Linked DNA regions of Delphinus delphis: region 1 is linked to region 2. Evidence: chromatin contacts called from public Hi-C data. All regions are on one chromosome and are shown on one strand. Each heading gives the region's core, a stretch centred on a gene start, on an enhancer-like site or on the middle of the called end of the contact. The rest is flanking DNA. Distances are from core to core; before and after follow the strand shown. Region 1 holds the start of PPCDC (phosphopantothenoylcysteine decarboxylase). Region 2 holds the start of C2H15orf39 (chromosome 2 C15orf39 homolog).

Evidence for each region. A called contact is a pair of places that touch in the nucleus more often than the background predicts.
Region 1: a Hi-C map of muscle shows a contact between it and region 2, with 8 times the contacts expected there. The contact joins the promoter of PPCDC here to the promoter of C2H15orf39 in region 2. A contact is called at or near these places in 2 of 3 Hi-C or Micro-C datasets (lung and muscle).

What each region holds. Positions count from the first base shown.
Region 1 is chr2:128,948,804-128,951,762 of mDelDel1.2, forward strand. It overlaps PPCDC (phosphopantothenoylcysteine decarboxylase), which reads right to left and starts at 1,265. Exons shown (of 7, transcript XM_060003677.1): 1 at 1,228-1,265. SCAMP5 (secretory carrier membrane protein 5) reads right to left here. Exons shown (of 8, transcript XM_060005588.1): 8 at 2,222-2,959.
Region 2 is chr2:128,809,856-128,812,647 of mDelDel1.2, forward strand. C2H15orf39 (chromosome 2 C15orf39 homolog) reads right to left here and starts at 1,484. Exons shown (of 3, transcript XM_060005586.1): 1 at 1,330-1,484. It overlaps LOC132420821 (a long non-coding RNA gene), which reads left to right and starts at 713. Exons shown (of 4, transcript XR_009518451.1): 1 at 713-841.

The DNA.
Region 1 (2,959 bases), core at 15-2,514, 140 kb after region 2:
GTGGTACTCTTCCCCCAAACCCAGTCATTAAAAGGAGTCACGTGGCCACAGGGGCACTTTAAACCCTTTCCTGCAAGGAAAGGCAAGGAACTCTTCAGGGAGAGCTCAAGGTCTTGACATTCTGCTAAGACTGCTCTTCTCTCAGGACGTCTCTGGCGGGCCAGTGGTTAAGACGCCGAGCTTCGAATGCAAGGGGCTCAGGTTTGATCCCTGGCTGGGGAGCTAAGATCCCATGTGCTGCCAGTGCGGCCAAGAAAATTAAAAACAAAAAAACAAACAAACAAAAAGACTGCTTTTCTCTCAAACCAGAAGCAGGCATGCTTCCAGAGTCTGCTACTCCTGGAATCCCATTAGGCACCCCTCCTCAAGGCCACATGTTGGGGATATATAGATATATATTACATACACACGCAGTGACTACTAGTGAGGGAGTGACTGAGAACTGCCACCTCTCAGTCACTTGGAGAGATGTGGAAAACTCTTGCCCCAAGATACCCACCACTTCCCCAGCTTGGGAATCTCCCCTGCCTATTACCTGGCACAGGCCTCCAACACTTCAAAGTACAGCACGAAGTTTTTCTCTGACAAAATTTGGCCTCACTTTCATTTTTAATGCCATTCGGCACTTTTAGGTGGAGCCAGGGGACAACTGCAATATCCCAGGGCTTTCCTTTTTCTATTTTACCAACTTGTAAAATACAGTTTGTACTTTGGGCCATCCCCATTCCTTTCTGGAGGCAGGCTCATGGATTTTGTTTTTGTTTCTTTAAGGCAAAAGGTTAAGTGTGGGTAACCGATAGGACCAACTTTCAAACTAGATTAAATGGTACTAGTTAATTGCAGAGCAGCACAAAGCCGGGATGGGAGCGTGTATATATATATATAAATGCCCCACTTCAGGATGGAGACGGGAAGGGGTCCACACACACACACACACACACACACACACAGCCACAGACCCGCAGCAAAGCTTCTCGGGCACCGACAGGAGGGAGAGAACACACACACACACACACACACACACACACACGCGCGCACACACACACACACACACACACACACACACACACACACACACACACACACACACACACACACACACACACACACACACACACACACACACACACAGAGCCACAGACCCAAAATCGCGAATGAAGCTTTTCCAGCCTCCCTCCTGCCCCACTGCGTGAAACCAGCCTCCAGAGGGCCCCCCAGACTCCTCACCCGCGTCAGGCGCGTCTCGGAGCAGCCCCCAAAATATCGCGATACCTCGGTCGCCCCTCCCACAGATTCTGACTGGCACGCAACGCTACTACAGTCGCCGGCAGCCTCCGCGACCGCGCAGACTTCTGGGAGTTGCAGTCCACTTCTCAGCCTTCTGGGAACTGTAGTCCATTCCGGGGAGTCCTGTCGGGAACACCAGCTTCCAAGTTCTTGGTACTTCCTGTGCTCATCTGGGCCTGGCCCAGATTGTCTGACCTACTTACCCCCGCCCCAGCCCCATCCCACACTGCTCATCACTGCAGCACTTAATACTTAACATTTACTGAGCCTCTTGTATGTTTTAAGTGCACAGGATACAGAGCTAAATCACTCTTCCCTGCTCTTGAGACAGAGGGACACAAAAAATTACAGAATAAGGTCCATGAGGAAGGAGAGGGTCCTAAGTAACAATCAGAGGCAGAGAAGCCCTCTCAGAGAAGGAGTCACTCAAGGTGAATCTTGAAGGATGACCAGGAGCTTAAATAAAAAGTGCCAGAACGGCCCTCCAAGTGGAGGACACAGCATTGGCAAAGGGAAAGCAGCAGAGGAAGGCACGTTGGATACACCTCCCTGCCTCCTTCATTCTCCAGCATCCACAGGCCCCTGGGTCCTCAATCAGCTGCCAGTCTCCTTCAATGAGAGCTGAGGTGGGGCCCTCTGTGCTCTACCCCTGCCCCTGCCTACAGTGACCATCTGAACCAAACCACCTCTCACCCACTGATCCAACCTTCTACTTCTTCCTCAGGGAACTCAGAACTCCTCCTCCTAACAGGCAGAAGGCCTCTGTGGCAATTTCGAGGCTGCCTCAGAGAAAGAACCACACAGAGGTGTGTGACTTTTGGCCTCTGGGAATGACAGACCCACTCAAACCACCCTATCCCCATTGCCTACAGCCCATGGTGAGGCTCCACACAGGCCCACATGAAGACACATGACACAGCAGGACACAGAGGGCCAAATGTTCCCCTTTATTATGGTTCATTCAGTTACCACTGACAGACACATTGGCTCAGGCAGGTCAACTGCCAGTTGGAGAATGGTCTGTGTCTCCCAGAAATAAGGAGGGGCAGGGGGCACCAGCAGAATGCAAAAGCAGGTGACTGGCTGGCCAAAGACCTGAGGATTTCCAGACTGACCTGGGCCTTCTTCCACCCGACCCTCAAGCCAGACCATCCAGCAGAGATGTATCTGTGCCCAGCCCCCACTTCTCATACTGGCTCCCTCCCCAGGAAAGTGCATAGTTGCCTGGAGATGCAGCATCCCAGGGCCTGGACAAGCTGGGCCACACACAGGTAGCAGGTCTTCCTAAGGGCAGAGCCAGGGCATGGCCATACAGGTCTGAGCCAGGAAAGAGAAAGGGCAGGTAGGACAGGAAATCGACTGGAGGTGGCATCCAACAGGTCAAGGATGCTGGGCTGGCAGCAGGCCTCCTGGAGTTACCAGAGAGACAAAGAGAAAGGGAGCCAGAGGTCTGGGAGGGGAGAAAGGAAACGGGAGGAAGAACCTAGACCTAGGGTCTCTTTTCAGGTACTAGGGCCTGTGACAACTGCTTTCTGCAGAGAAAGTGGTAGAGGAGAGAGCCAATCACATTCTGGCCCAAGCCTAAGGGACCATTAGGAAGATAACTTCCCAGAGGCCCTAGCTCCCCTTATAGGAAAATGAAGTACCTGGCGCTCAAAGCTCAGGACGGCAC
Region 2 (2,792 bases), core at 234-2,733:
CACACACGCAGCAAGAGGCAAGCAATTGTTCGGAGAAGGGCGGGACCCCAGGGGGCAGGGTCACATCACCCTTTGGGCCACCGAGCTGCTTGCTGGCTGAGGTTGCAGCTGGGCTGGGAGGACCAACCTCGAGCAGCACCCAGAAGAGCCCAGCACCGCTGTGCCATCCCTGCCCTACGCAGCAGGGGGAGCAAACAGCTCCGTGGCTCAATTCCCTCTTCCAACGCCTAAGGGGTCTCCGGATGGACGCTGGGCAAGACCAGGAAGAAGAGAGCGATCCTGCCCAGCTGTGGCCAGCGCTTGGACTCTCTGAGAGGGCTGAATCGGCTCCCCTTCCCGTGTTCTCACACCTCCCCCAGCTGAGGCTCTGGGCCCTGCCCACGCTACAACCGCATCTAGGGGCAGCCCAGGCTCCCGTGGTGGGGGAAGGGTCGCGGGATCCGCTCCACCCCCTTTCCCCTACCTGCTTGGCCCATAACTCCGGTGCCTGGGGCCCTCAGTCGACCTAGCTTTGGGGCTGCCGCCACACCCGACCCCGGCGGCTTCCGGGTGTCCCCATGCCCTGACCTGCGGCGCTGGGGCGCACGTGCACCCCAGCAGGCCGATACACAGGCCGCCGCCACCCATGCAAACCCGTGCCTGCAAGTACGTGCCTGGCCCATATCTGCACACACGCCCCTCCAGAACTGCGTTCTCCCCTCGTTCGGGCCCCCGCGCACCCAGCCCCACGGACCGACACCCAAAGACTGGCGGGAGGGCGGGGGCAGGGGGCGGCCCGGCAGCAGAGTCCGGGCAGCCACCGCCTCGGGGCGATCCCGCCAGCCTGGGCTGCGGCCAGAGGGTGAGTCAAGCCGTAGCGAGGAAACCGCAGGGCCGTCCCGTCCCAGTAGGGCGCGTCCAGGGCCCCGCGGCGCCTCAGTGCCAGACGCCCCCCAGGCCAGCCCCCCGCCGCCCCCTCATCTCCGCCCGGGCAGTCCACGTGAGCCAGGCCCCGCGGGAGGCCCGAGGGCTCGGCCTGAGCTCCTCTTCGCCAGCCCCACGCCGGAGGATCGGGTGCCGGGGCCCCGCCGGGGCTCCAGAGAGCTACCAGGCCCCGGGGGTCTCGAAGTCCGGGGAAAGTTGGGGCAGCGGCGCGACCCCTGCCCCGCAGCCCGCCAGCCGGGGGTCCGCGGCAGCCAGGAGCCAAGCCACCTCAGCCCAGGCCCAGCGCGCTCCATCCCCGGGCCGGCCGGCAGGGGCGCCCTGGGGCAGCGCCACCCGCCCCTTCCCCACGCGCCGCCCGCAAACTCGGCCCAAGTTTCCGCGCCCGCCGAGTGGGCGAGCTCCTACCTGCAGGGCACCGGGGTTCCCGCTGCTGCTGCCCGGGGCCGCGGCCGCATCCTCCAGCGCCGCCGAGGCCGCGGGTCCTTGTCCTGCCGGGCCCTGCACGGGAAGTCGCGGTGAGCACCGAGCCCGGAGCCACCCTCCTCGCTGCCTTTCGCGCCGCCGCCGGGCGCCGTCTGCGGTCCCAGGCGGGGCGGGCTGGGGGCGGAGCGGGGGCGGGGCGGCCCGCGCGGTTGGGGCAGAGCCCGGCCGCGCCTCTGGGAGCTTGCGCTCCCCTGAGCCCCGGGGTGCGAAAGGCCTGCCTCTGCCAGACCTCTGGGGGCCGGGCCGCGGGCGCTGTGCACGGTCTGTACCCACCGCACTCTGCGAACCATCGCCTGGCGCGCCCATCCCACGCCTTCATTCAGTCACTCCGTTAGATCATTCATTCATTGTCACTTTCTAGCTATGCGGCCTTGCGCCCGCCACTTGACCTCATGATCTTTAGTTTCCTTATTTTAGTAAAACTGGGATTATATCATAGTGGTTGTGTCGTAAGGCTTAGAAGAGTTTGTATTAAAATATCTGGCTCTCAAAAATATAAAATAAAGGGCTTCCCTGGTGGCGCAGTGGTTGAGAGTCCGCCTGCAGATGCAGGGGACGCGGGTTCGTGCCCCCGCGTGCCCGTCCGGGAGGATCCCACATGCCGCGGAGCGGGTGGGCCCGTGAGCCATGGCCGCCGAGCCTGCGCGTCCGGAGCCTGTGCTCCGCAACGGGAGAGGCCACAACAGTGAGAGGCCCGCGTACCGCAAAAAAATAAAAAATAAAATAAAATATCTGGCTCTCTTGGGCTAGTACAGTTGCATTAGGAGGCTGGAGAAGGGCTCCTTAGTCTGTCCCCTCATCTCGGTGCAGCCAGTGAGGGCAAATTCCAAACAAATGTATATCAATTCCTGTTAGGGCACCATACCTGTCTGAGGAAGGGGTGATTTCCCCATCTCTGGGGTGAGCCAGGAATGAGGATGCTGGGAGGTTTGTTAAGTGGCCTCTGAACCTTTAGGACAAATCTCCCTCAAGCCTGAGCACGTGTAGCCTGGGAGGTGGGATGGGGTGGAGCATCCCCAGCCAGGAATGGCCTGTTACCAAGAGAGGGGCTGGAGTGGTGGAAGGGCTTTCTCTATTTGCCCTCTCTGGGCCATCTGATGTTGGATGAGAAGGCCCTTGGTGCTGCTACCTTCTCTGAAAAACCTGGTCCCTCACATTTCCTGGGCTTCCCAAGGACTGGGGACAGGTGTGTGCAGTGGAGGGAGGGAACAGGTGAACATGCCAAAGGTCAGAGCAAGTTCATGGGGCAAAACCACCCAGGCCACTTGCTCAGATCCCAAAGGTCAGGCCTGTCTGAGTCAAAGGGCAGAGCAAGCGTAAGGCCACAGGTTCCAAGAGTAAGGAAGCAGCTAGAGCAGCAGGGGCTGGGCACTGCAGGGAGGAAG